3 separate regions of the Danio rerio genome follow, and regions 1 and 3 are each linked to region 2. Evidence: chromatin contacts called from public HiChIP or PLAC-seq data. All regions are on one chromosome and are shown on one strand. Each heading gives the region's core, a stretch centred on a gene start, on an enhancer-like site or on the middle of the called end of the contact. The rest is flanking DNA. Distances are from core to core; before and after follow the strand shown. Region 1 holds the start of cdadc1 (cytidine and dCMP deaminase domain containing 1). Region 2 holds the start of dleu7 (deleted in lymphocytic leukemia 7). Region 3 holds the start of ebpl (EBP like).

Evidence for each region. HiChIP or PLAC-seq counts read pairs in DNA pulled down with a chosen protein or histone mark.
Region 1: an H3K4me3 HiChIP or PLAC-seq map of gastrula embryo shows a contact between it and region 2, with 4 times the contacts expected there. The contact joins the promoter of cdadc1 here to the promoter of dleu7 in region 2. A contact is called at or near these places in 3 of 18 Hi-C or Micro-C datasets (caudal fin, embryo and an unstated tissue) and 3 of 4 datasets of contacts at active chromatin or transcription factors (caudal fin, embryo and gastrula embryo).
Region 3: an H3K4me3 HiChIP or PLAC-seq map of gastrula embryo shows a contact between it and region 2, with 3 times the contacts expected there. The contact joins the promoter of ebpl here to the promoter of dleu7 in region 2. A contact is called at or near these places in 3 of 18 Hi-C or Micro-C datasets (caudal fin, hematopoietic stem cells and an unstated tissue) and 3 of 4 datasets of contacts at active chromatin or transcription factors (caudal fin, embryo and gastrula embryo).

Annotation. Positions count from the first base shown.
Region 1 is chr1:49,938,492-49,942,668 of GRCz12tu, forward strand. cdadc1 (cytidine and dCMP deaminase domain containing 1) reads right to left here and starts at 1,557. Exons shown (of 7, transcript NM_001007448.1): 1 at 1,394-1,557. The coding sequence starts at 1,514. It overlaps rcbtb1 (regulator of chromosome condensation (RCC1) and BTB (POZ) domain containing protein 1), which reads right to left. Exons shown (of 12, transcript NM_199991.1): 12 at 3,891-4,177.
Region 2 is chr1:50,137,348-50,141,546 of GRCz12tu, forward strand. dleu7 (deleted in lymphocytic leukemia 7) reads right to left here and starts at 2,557. Exons shown (of 2, transcript NM_001278811.1): 1 at 2,159-2,557; 2 at 870-1,366. The coding sequence starts at 2,458. The coding sequence ends at 1,160. LOC141386338 (a long non-coding RNA gene) reads left to right here. Exons shown (of 3, transcript XR_012408156.1): 2 at 737-870; 3 at 1,253-1,391.
Region 3 is chr1:49,969,351-49,973,717 of GRCz12tu, forward strand. It overlaps ebpl (EBP like), which reads right to left and starts at 1,788. Exons shown (of 4, transcript NM_001005397.1): 1 at 1,570-1,788; 2 at 1,428-1,497. The coding sequence starts at 1,761.

The DNA of each region.
Region 1 (4,177 bases), core at 307-2,806, 200 kb before region 2:
CATTCATTAATAGTTCTCACCATGTATTAATGGCAACAAGCACACTTTGCTTTTTAATAATGCATTAATAACTATGACTAAAAACTATGATTAAAATGCAGCACAAGTGTTGCTCATTTGTTAATTTGCGTACATTAAATAACATTAGCCTACCTAAAAAAAAACCTTATTGTAAAGTACTTTATTAGGTACACCTGTCCAACTGCTCGTCAATGCAAACTTCAAATCAGCCGATCACATGGCAGCAACTCAATGCATTTAGGTATGTAGACAAGGTCAAGACGAACTGCTGCAGTTCAAACAGAGCATCAGAATGGGGAAGAAAGGAGATTAAAGTGACTTTGAACGTGGCATGGTTGTTGGTGCCAGACAGGCTGGTCTGAGTATTTCAGAAACTGCTAATCTACTAGTATTTTTATGCACAATCATCTCTAGGGTTTACAGAGAATGGTCAGAAGAAGAGAAAATATCCAGTGAGCGGCAGTTCTGAGGGTGCAAATGCCTTGTTGATGCCAGAGGTCAGAGAAGAATGGCCAGACTGGTTCCAGCTGATAGAAAGGCAACAGTAACTCAAATAACCATTCGTTACAACCGAGGTATGCAGAAGAGCATCTCTGAATGCACAACATCCAACCTTGGGGCGGATGGGCTACAGCACCAGATGCCACTCCTGTCAGCTAAGAACAGAAAACTAAGGCTACAATCTATCTTCTGATGGCTACTTCCAGCAGGATAAGGCGCCACGTCATAAAGCATGAAACATCTCAAGACTGGTCTCAGGATCATTTCTCTGGTTTCTTATTTCATGAAAACGAGTTCACTGTACTCAAATGGCCACCGCAGTCACCAGATCTGAATCCAATTGAGCACGTTTGGGATGTGGTGAACTGGGAGATTCACATCATGGATGTGCAGCTGACAAATCTGCAGCAACTGTGATGCTATCATGTCTATATGCACCAAAATCTCAGGAATATTTTCAGTACCTTGTTGAATCTACCCAACGAAGGATTGGGGCAGTTCTAAGGGCAAAAGGGGGTCCAACCTGTTACTAGTAAGGTGTACCTAATAAAGTGGCCAGTGAGTGTACACACATAAATACAATATACATAAAATCAGTGCCTATTTTTATTAACCTTGCAAGTTTTTTTATTGTGTAAAAAGCAAAAAAATAATAATAATAATTATACGACGGTCTTTATAAGAAAACTGCTTGAACGGAATCAGACCCACACTTCGTGTTATAAGAGCATTTACAGTATCGAATTAGTCTTGAAATTAAGTTCAAATTAAATTTCCTGGTTGAAAACACAACTTGTTATTGGAGTTATATCCTCTGGGGTCCGGACACTATAAGAACACACACATACTGACAGGCTAACGTTAATCTAACCTTGTACTTTGGCATCGGTCTGTACTCCGGTTTCCCGGACATTGCGGGCGTCGTCGCCGTTCGGAATCGATCTGTTCCCGTCGGACTCCCGGTGAGACCTCCAGCTGTTTGATTCCGCCATTCAAACACGATCAACATTGACCTGTCATTGACTAAACAGACACAACAACAACAGCCAGTCCACCTTCATGCTGTCCTCTTCCTATTTGCGCTGACGTCACGAGTGGGCGGGGTCTTTCCGAAAGGATCTCCTGTTCTGATCTGGTTCCGATTCCTCAGAAATGTGATTGCCTTCCAGAATATTTAGAAAGACTCAAACACCACACCACGAGTTTATCACTTCAAAGACATGTATAGTGAGCTTAACTGCAGCTTTAATTTTCTGCAAGAAAAAACTATTTATAATTCAACCCAAAGACATGATACCATTTATTTACCCTTTGTTTTAAACCTTTTTTCAGCTCTGTTAAACATAAAAGATGTTGTGAAGAAAGCTGGAACTACTGACTTCCATAAGATTTGTATTCATACTGAAAGCCAAAGTTAATTGGCTTTTTTCAAAATATCTTATTTTGCGTTTAAATAATAATTAAAAAACAACTCATAAAATACAGGAACCACTTGAGAGAGAGTAAATCTTGAACTGAGCAAAACGGCGGTATTTTCCCCGCCATATTCACTAATTGGTCACAGGACAACCGAGAGCAATGACTCCATACTATTAAAAATATTTGTTTTCACTTTAAACACATGCTAACAAGTATGATTAAAACAGCTAAACACGTTCATTAGATAGGTGACTCTATGACATTTTGTCCACTTAATCAAATTATGCAATGAATATTAATCATTTTTCATATACACACACCATAATCAATGATTTAGAAATTCCAAAATGTTTCCTCATTTAACGAGACCAAAACCTTTGTATTACTTACTTTTAAGAACTGTAATTAGTAATTATGAGCTTTAATGATTAACAAAATAATTGTTAGAAACAAACTGGCTATGTAAGAACTCTTTTGGGAAATAATGGCTTTTAACAGTGTTTTTTTCAATGTGTCACAGAACTTTAAAAATGAGACGTGAAGGGAGTGTATGATGTCCAGTGCTACAGTCCAAAGTAACTTTTGAAAGTAATGCATTACAATATTCAGTTACACCCAAAAAAAGTAACTTGTTGAGTTGCTTAGTTAGTTTTTTATTGAAAATATTGCATTATGTTACTTTTGAGTTAGTTTTGCATTACTTTTTCTTACCTGGATGAGGCTTGATCTCTTTTAGAACTTGCAGGGTTTTTATTTTTTCTTTGTTTTTAATAGAGAAAACTCTGCAATTAACAACACTGTACAACCGTCATTTACCTATAAAAAATTAAATAAAAATAAAAACAGATCTCGGAGAACTTCCTGGGCTGAGGACTGTACATGCTGTATGATTAATGCAATGTTAAAGCGAAGGTGTTTGCTACCTTTGTAGTTTTTGTCTTATTATAGTGAAGTAAAATCACTGTTCATCGAGACAGTCCTCTTTTCCTTTTCTTTGATGCGTTTAAAATGAAGAGAATACTTCCATAGCAAAAATGTAAAGCTCTGATTCTTCCATCCATTCCATATCTATATACATCTATATCTATATATCTATATATCTATATCTATATATATCTATATCTATATATATATATATATAGGCGTTTCATCACTGCCTACATATGTATAATGAATTTTAAAGTCATTTACCCATTTTCCTGCCCTAAACCCCAAAAATCGAGCCAAAATATTCTTTTTTCAGTTTTTATGAACAAAAGAAGAACCAAAAAACAGCTATTTTTTTAATTTTCAGTTTTTTGTTTGAAAATGGACGGCAGAGATGCCCTGATGGCTCTACCATTCTTGGTTTCTGTCTGTTCGTATTGACTGTGATTCAACGTGACTATGCTAATTTTAATTCGTAAATTTAGTTTTAAAAAGCTAATTAAAATAAAAAGTTACTTGAATGACACTTTTTAAAAAGTAACTGAAATATTGTTCAAGTATTTCAAGCAATGTGCGTGACTTGTAAAGCCTTACCCCAACACTGATGATGACTATAGTCAGGACTCTTAAAACAGTCTCTCATCCATTCCGAAACATGAAATCAGTGCTTATGGTAAATAAAAATAAATAAATATCACTATACCGCTATACTCACTAATTGGTCTCAAGACAACCCAGAGCAATGACTCTATACTATTAAAAATACTTGTTTTCTCTTTAAACACATGCTAACGACCAGTGCGAGTTACAGTTGGGTTTGGGGGGATCTGACCCGCATAATTAACGCTTGATCCCCTCTGAAGGACATCAAAACAAGATGTATGAAGGACTCTGCCCTTTAATAGTCAAGAAATAGCGATATAATAAATCAACGTCACTATTCAGATAGTACACCAAATAAATACATAAGTTGGTAAATTGGCATACACTTTTTACAACTAAATAAATAAAAGCACCCTGCGTAACTTTTAAGAAAAGCTTTATTTATTTTTAATGGATCAAATTCATAACTTACAAGAGAAACTGCGGCACACGTGATGTGCACAGGTTAAATTTACAAAACTAATGCAAAAACTGTACAGTATGTACATGTGAAAAACACAAACACAGCCATTTGTAACAAATAAATCTCTCCACAGGCATCAGCATTGTGAAATCCAAGTGCTTCACACCAAAATAAAAGGTGCAAAGATTGATAGAAACCCTGTAGTGATCCGACCACTAGTGCAACTATCAGTAATACTTAATC
Region 2 (4,199 bases), core at 1,307-3,806:
ATATGAACCCATTTTCTTAAACCCCATCTTATACAAATTAGATACTATTTTGTATTTAAAATATGTATTTGAAATAAATGTATCATAAATACTGCCCCCACCCCTGCTTGTAATAATAATATTTTATCAATTTAAATACTTTCAATCTATTTTGATGCATCATTGGAAGTTTTTAAAAAATTAATGTCATTTTAATGTGCAATACATAACATTACAATCTATACATCTTATAATCCGAGTTCTTAGTCTATCATCATTAGTAGAGTCCAAATACCTTATCTAGAAACATTTAAATTGTTTTTAATTGCTCAATTTCTTTAATGCATTTGCATCCATACATTCGTGTTAATTAAAATGAATTATCCAACACTTTTTGGGAATTTCCTCATTCATTTACATCACACCAAAAAAAGTTTGTAGTGGAGCACAAGACCATTTATATTACATAAACGCTGGTTTTGTGCACCATCTAGTGACAAAAGTTGATTCTACACAGCTTTTACAGACAGTTCAAATTTGAACAAACAGCAAAAATAGTATTGATTTTGCAATCCTCAAACCTGGAATTCATAATCAGATCTTCAGAACTGCTTGGGTGGTTGTAACACTGAAAATGGTTTTTATTTTTAACATAATTACACAGTGATGCCATAATCAATTCAACATTAGAACACACAAATTGCACTTTTACCCAACACACCCCTGCTCCACCAAACACACTCCTTTTGTTTATCAGGTGACAACGGCAGCCACACCAGACCCATCCTGAGGTGTGACAGCCATCATCCCACCCGTGGAGTTAAAAGTGGATTCAGCAGCATCAGACCTGTTTTACCTGTACAGTCAGCCGAACACAAACTCATGATACTGGTATGTGCGAAGAGAATGTTGTTCTGCCATTCTTATGCATGCATGAGTACTGACTAATGCATACGATAAACAATACAGCTTAAAGCTGAGCATATACATGATTGCTCTGCAAAACACTTTTTTTGTGAGGTTCCACGCCTTCATTTGTAATCTGAAACATCATGCTAATGTTACATTCACTGATGATTCACAGATAGTTCATGGCTTGTTTGTTTCTTAAGAAAAGTAAATGTCTCCTTATTTTTCTGAGGTAGTTCCTTAGAAATCACACAGTGAAATCTGCAGATTTTCAGATTTCAGGGAAGGAGTTTGAAAGCTCTCTTAGTCTGTGAGTGGACACGGTAGATGACAGGTTGTTTTCATCTCTCACATGTGCAAGCAGGCTAATGACGATAAGTCGAAGACAGTCTCGAAGTTCCCTCAAGTCTCTGTCCGAGCGAGAACCACCTTCCGCAACAGCCATTCTCAAGCATATGTTCTTCAGATCAACACTGTCCTGAAAGAGAGAAAGGGGGAAATAGGTATAATTTAAAAACAGCCTATAAATATAATCACAAAGCGATATTTGTCGACACTTGACTGAAATGTTATTATAAACTTAAAAACATCAAGTAAACCAAAAGACATCCAAAAGTACTCTGCATTTCTTCGACAAAAACAGATTGTGTTGGGGTCTACAATGTTCCTCACGCGGTTATTATGTGAATAACATTGACACCAGTTTAATTCAATTTAATTCATTGACATACAAACATACAAAATAATCTCTTTTTTAATGATCAAGCACATGTACGTATTTGAAAGATACATTACTTGTAATCTGATAGTAGCATCTAGTTACAAGTAATTTAAAAGTAATCCAGAAGTACTCAGAATACATTTCATGGAAATAAATCGAACAGATTACTCCAGTAGGCTACAGATGTATTTTTTAAATAATAATACAGATATATTATACATATTAATGTATCATATACACTCATTTATCGATTTTAATTGTCGAATTAATCTGGTCATTGAAAGAAAGGGCCAACACGCACGTGGAAACTCCTACTGTTTAAAAAGCATCCCTGGATGCACCTGCAAAGCTCCAATATAGACAAAAGAGGTCTTCTTTATCTTCCACGACCTTATTTGTATCGTTGTATTGCTTTCAATCACAATAAAATAAAGTCCTTGTCAATCCAGCATATGTAACAAGAGGTATCGTTTAACAAGCGAGTCGTCATAGCACACATTACACTAAATACTGCAGCAGAAAGAGTCGATAAACACCAAATCGTCTCACCTTACGCTTGAGCAAACTCTTCCCGTAAGAGCCGTCTTTAATGAAGTCTTCTTCGATGGATATGAGCTGTGTCAGTATCTCGAGCAGTCGCGAAAGGCAGTTTTCCCGTGCTCTCTCCGCGATCGTCTTCAGCCTGCGGGGCTCCTTCATCACATCGCCCGGGCGAGCGGCCACTTTACCGGCCGCCAAAGCACCCGGACACCGGCCCTCTCCCTCTCTATTACTGCCCGTCCCGTGATCTCGCAGTTCATTTAGGATGTTTAAAGCATCGATCTGATGTGTTAGAGAGCAGAGCCCCATGTCTGTTACCTGGTCGAGGACGGACTGACCTGCAGTCTTGAGCACAGGCGCAGTTCTCAGATGATAGGCAGATGCGAGGCACAGTTGGTGTAAACAACAACGTGACAAATGACCGTCTTTAAGTGTTTTCTGCTTGGACAGACGGTTTGTGTAACGACTTCCCCATTGTTTGTGTTCGGACTAGATGAACACTTGCTTGCACATGCAAATGTGACTTGATAGTCCTGCCTTCTTCATCCAATGCATACAGAGATCGGTTAACTGGGGGTGGGGGGAGTTATAACTGCAGTATATGTGCGTTATAAAGTTTCATTTACCTCATAGATGTGGTTATTTAGGTACAAAGTGTATATTACTTCCCAGTATTGGGTTACAGCAGAAAGGGCATCCGCTGTGTAAAACATATGATGGATAAGCTGGCGGTTCATTCCGCTGTGTTGCGACCTCTGATAAATAAAGGCACTAAGCTGAAGGAAAATGAATGAATGAAAGTCTATATTATTTTACTTACCTTAACCCAATCCTCATAGACAACTGGTTCGTGAAAAAAACATCAGCACCTGTATACCGATTCAAAACGTTACTTGTACTTAGTAAATAGATTAAGTAATCTAAAAGTAATCCACCATTATTCAGAAAACATTTTCTCAAAAGAAAAATCGAACAGTTTAATTACTTGTAACACATATTTTTTTTATACTTTAACATCTATAGCCAATCCTAGTTCTATTTTAGAAAGATCTATCGACACATTTAAAAAAAAAAACAAATAAGTAATCTAACTATAAGTAATCTAAATGTAATGCACCAGAATTTGTTTCCTGAAAAGAAAAAAAAGAAAAAATAAATCGAACAAATTAAAATACCAAATACACATTATATTACATAATTTTACCTTAATCCATACTCTAACTCCAATTCCTCACAGAAAATTTTACAAAATGTTCAATTATAAAAATAGCTAAAAATTATGACAATTGTATAATATAAACTATAATAAATTAGCTCACTGCAAAAAAATGTTTTTAGGTTATTGTAACTTATTTAAATAAGTTTATCATGTTTTAACTTAATTTTATAAGTTACGCAAGTCCGTTTACCATAATATAAGTTCAGTGAACTCATAAGGTAAATTTTATTCAGCTTAAAAATTTAAGGCAACCAGGATTTTTTTTACAGGTGTATGATTTAAATAAAATAAAAACAGTATAATTTTAAACCGTTTGATTTGTGATGATATATTAAATGTCCTCAAAGCACGTCATTCACATTTAATACTCATGTATCTTAACATGTGTCCTTTTTAACTACTCTATCTGGATTATGGATTACATTATATATCGTATTACAAATGGATTACAATTTAAATACTTAATTTAAAATTTAAGTTAAATTGGTGGTAAAAAAATGTAACCAGCTTATACCTTATACCTTTTGCAGGTTGGTATAGAGGTTTTAGGTCCTTCTACATCATGAGACCAAACTCATTAACAGCCAAACAACAGCATTAAATCCAGCCTTGATCAGTTGGCTGTTATTTTTTGTAACATATAAAACAACCAAAAGAAGAAGAAAAACAGCTTAGCGTGACAGGGTGAAACCAATTTCACAATGAGATCACACTGATATTTTAAACCCAGTGCTCACGTTGCAACATAAAATCTGATCAAATCTGATATATTTTAGCTGAAATGAAAGTTCCAAGACAGCAATGCCATTGCATTAACTCGTGTCAAAAGTG
Region 3 (4,367 bases), core at 538-3,037, 170 kb before region 2:
TGGTTACCATATATGTTGTTTTGCCCGTGTTTTACCCAATAATAGTAAAATATTATTTTTGTTCTTCAAAACTAGTGAAAATCAATATAATAACAATAATATATTTTCTTTAACAGTAGCCAAAATTACTGCCGTATACTTTATTTTGAATACTCTCAGGAAACTATGTAATTTTTATAACAGTAAAATGTTTATTTTAAATTGTGTTGCTTTTCAGAAAAAAAAATATATTTTCCAGAATTTAAATAAATGTTCTTTCTTTATTCATGGGCTTGCTCAACATGTGATGGTTCATATTTGTTTATTTTTTGAGTTGTGCACGAACATAAATAAAGGTTTTGTTTAAACCCGTTTTATTTATAGTAGTCGTATTTTATTGGGGTGCATATATGCGTATATACAGTTAAAGTCAGAATTATTAGCCCCCCTTTGAATTTTTTTTCTTTTTTAATATTTCCCAAATGATGTTTAACAGAGCAAGGGAATTTTGACAGTATGTCTGATAATATTTTCCTCTGGAGAAAGTCTTATTTGTTTTATTTCGACAACAATAAAAGCAGCTTTTAATTTATTAAACACCATTTTAAGGACAAAATTATTAGCCCCTTTGAGCGAATTTTTTTCATTATTCTACAGAACAAACCATCGTTATACAATAACTTGCCTAATTAACCTAACCTGCCTAGTTAACATAATTTACCAAGTTAAGCCTTTAAATGTCACTTTAAGCTGTATAGAAGTGTCTTAAAAATATCTAGTCTAATATTATTTACTGTCATTATAACAAAGATAAAATAAATCAGTTATTAGAAATGAGTTATTAAAACTATTATGTTCAGAAATGTGCTGAAACAATCTTCCCTCCATTAAACAGAAATTGGGGAAAAAATAAACAGGGGCGCTAAAAATTGAAGGGGGCTAATAATTCTTACTTCAACTGTACACCCCTGTGGCTCTTTTTAAAAATGCATTTGCCAAAAATATTAGAAATGGCTCTATGCTGAAAAAAGGTTATTCACCCCTGGGTTAAAATTTCCAAAATGAATGAATTATTAGTGATTATCACCACCAGGGCTGATCCTGGTTTGGTAGTCTGTCAGTAAACTTAGACAAACATACTAATTATGGCGGGTTTCCCTTATTTATTTCACACATTTTTGTCCTCTACGGACCAATGTGCCACTTGTTTAGAGTGACACTCAAAGATAAATGCTTAACAACGTTAAAAAAAAACTAGCAATTACATTTTTATTACAAATAACAGAAACTGATCAGTGAATGAACGGACTTTGAACACTTCATTATACCAACAAACACCACTAGATGTCGCCCTCTACTAATTTCACATCAAGATTTTCTCCATGACCAAATAAATCAATAAAACTGTAGATGTAATTAATATTGTAGTGTTGTATCAGAATACTCACATAACTCTGCCAGCAGGTTGTCTGAGGACGCCACATTTCCAACAAGCGACATGTAGACGAATGGTCCTTCCTGCACAGTCAAGGTGAACAGGTAAGTGACAGTCAGATAAACAACATTTCTAGCATGCACTTGTGTACCTACCAGAGTAAAATGAACTATTGCGTCGTAAAATAACCACACGAGGACCCACCGGTCAACCGCTGAACATTTATGGCCCCATTTTTGAGCGAAGGCAAAGCCGACAGCAAACTGAGCCACACAGGCGAGCAGAGAATAAACAGTTACTTTAGTGAAGAGTGCAGGTTCATCATGCTGTTGGTCGAATTCTGCCATTCTGTCTAGTGAAAGCACTTTTTTAATAACAGTTCCCTCTCTAGCTGAATCTGAAGGGTTGAATAATGACGTCCACAGGCCCCGCCCATTGTGCTGCCATTGGTTCGCGATGGACTCTCTCCACTTCATTCCATCCACGTCAGAGAGCAGAGTGCGTTTTGGCGCCAATAGGCCATGTCATATTCAAACAAGTTCTCTTTACATTTTTCATTCGACATTTAATCACAAAAAATACAAGTAGGCATTAAAATTTACCTGCTAAACACGCATATTTCATTTAAAGCAAGTTCCAGCAAAATGTCTCACAAATTAATACTTTTCATCTCAAATTGTATTTTTCTTGAGACAGAAATCTGAGAAGGTTGAACTTTTTCCTCTTTCATCAGTGATCTCAAACTCAATTCCTGGAGAGCCGCAGCTCTGCACGGTTTAGCTCCAACTCACACCTGCTTAATAGCTACTAGACTTATTAGCCTTGATTAGTTGTATCAGTTGATTAGGGATGAAGCAAAACTGCGCAGAGCTACATGTATAGCTAAAATTTGTATTAAAATCTGTTTTATTTATGTTTTAGAATATATATTTATAATGTTTTTAAGCATAGTGTATATTTTGAAAAGGGGAAAAACAGTAAACCGTTGTATGAATGCTGTAATATTTAAATAATTTCCTATTAAAAACGCGTGAAGGTCATGTGACCATCAGGAAGAAGAACAGCATCTCAATTCTCTGAGGATTCTCAGTTCTCGTGGTCTCCTGAGTTCGTTCTTCCGAGGTGACCTGGCAAGACCGGTCTTCACAACAACAGTTCTCTGTGTTTTTAGGAATTGAGAAACAGTCCTTGATTAGTTGGATTAGCTCTGTTTGATTAGGGTTGGAGCAAAACTGTGCAGAGCTGTGGCCCTCCAGGAATCGAGTTTGAGACCTATGTTCTACTTATTAGTTTTGGTGGTGTTTGATCAGGGTTGGAGCTAAACTCTGCAGGAAGGTAGATCTTTAGGAACTCAAAATTGTGACCGCCTTGTACTTTAGATGATTTTCTTACATTTGAGGTGGGAAAATTGAATGAAAGACTATGTTTTTATATAATCATGAGATGTACAAACTTAAATTTCTGGGTCAGAACTGTGGGAAAACTAAACTGAAAAATCTGAATTTTGGTTTTCTCAGAATTCTTGCAATTCAGTCTTTTCCCCTCAGAACTGCAAGTTCAGACTTTAATTTCTGCAATTCTGAATTTGATCTCAGCTCTAAATTAGCTAGCATAAATATGTAAATTAGCATACAATAGCATAAATACATAATTATGAGTTTATAACTCATTAAGTGAATTTAAAATGGCAATTACCTTTTTCATTTTCTTTCAGCTTAATCCCTTATTTATTAGGGGGTCGCCACAGTGTGATGAACCACAAACTATTCCAGCATGTGTTTTACGCAGCAGATCACCTTCCAGCCACAACCCAGTACTGGAAAAAAATTCACACACACACACTCCCATACACTACGGCCAATTTTGCATTCCCAATTCACTTATAGTGCATGTCTAGACTGGGGGGAAATCTGAGCAACCACGCTAACACGGGGAAAACATGCAAACTCCACACAGAAATGCCAATTGGCCCATCCAGGACTCGAACCAGCAACCCTTCTTTACAAATTTTGTTAAACAGTTGATTCCAATGTTTAAAGTTTGTGTGAACCGGAAGTTACAAAGGCTTTTATATCAGTATGTTGATGTACTTCCAACCAAAACCGAATATTGACTAGGAGGCGGGGCTTTCTTTATGCACATCATTCCCTTGTAGCAAAATTCTAAAAGGGGGCGTGGTCAGGAATATTGTGGCCAAAGCTGTCAAACTGACATCTGAAAACAACCGCCACTCCAAACACCGAAGCAAATGTTCAGACTTTGATTGAAGATTAACAAACTTGTTTTTAGTGGATTAATTTCAATGGAGCATCTGGAGAATAACAATAGCTGTGCTTCCATGTGAAGATGCAAATTAAATTTATGCACAAAACTGGAATATCGCATAAAAGACGTGCCAATAAAGCAGCGTTTCCAACCAACGAGCCAAAGTGAACAAAATCATCACTTCCTGAATAACTGGCGCTAAATATCAAAGGTAAAAACTTAATTTACTGTGGTAGAAGAATCTGCGTGAATCTTTTCTTTATTTAAAAAACGACTTCAGAAGACAATGCAGACATGCAACGAACAAATGGTGGCGTTTGAAGGTGTGAGACGTGGAGCTCAGACCCTCTTAATTCTGGAGATCATTAATAATATAATAACACTAATACTGAAGCGGTTAAGGCGTTTTAGAATGACCAAAACAACATTTCAGGTGTTTTACAATGTGCTCAACCTGCTGCTGGTTTATCCATTCACACACATTTTCATCACATGATCTCTTATAACAAAATCACATGACCTTTTTTAATGTGCATACAGGAACAAAAAGTTTATCCTTATCAGTTATGCGCATACGTTTTCTTTATACGAATAAGCGTGGTTTTCATTTGACAAAAACCTCTCCTTCAGCTCACATGGAAATAACACAGAGCACATATTGCACATATTAGAAAGAGACAAAAAGGGA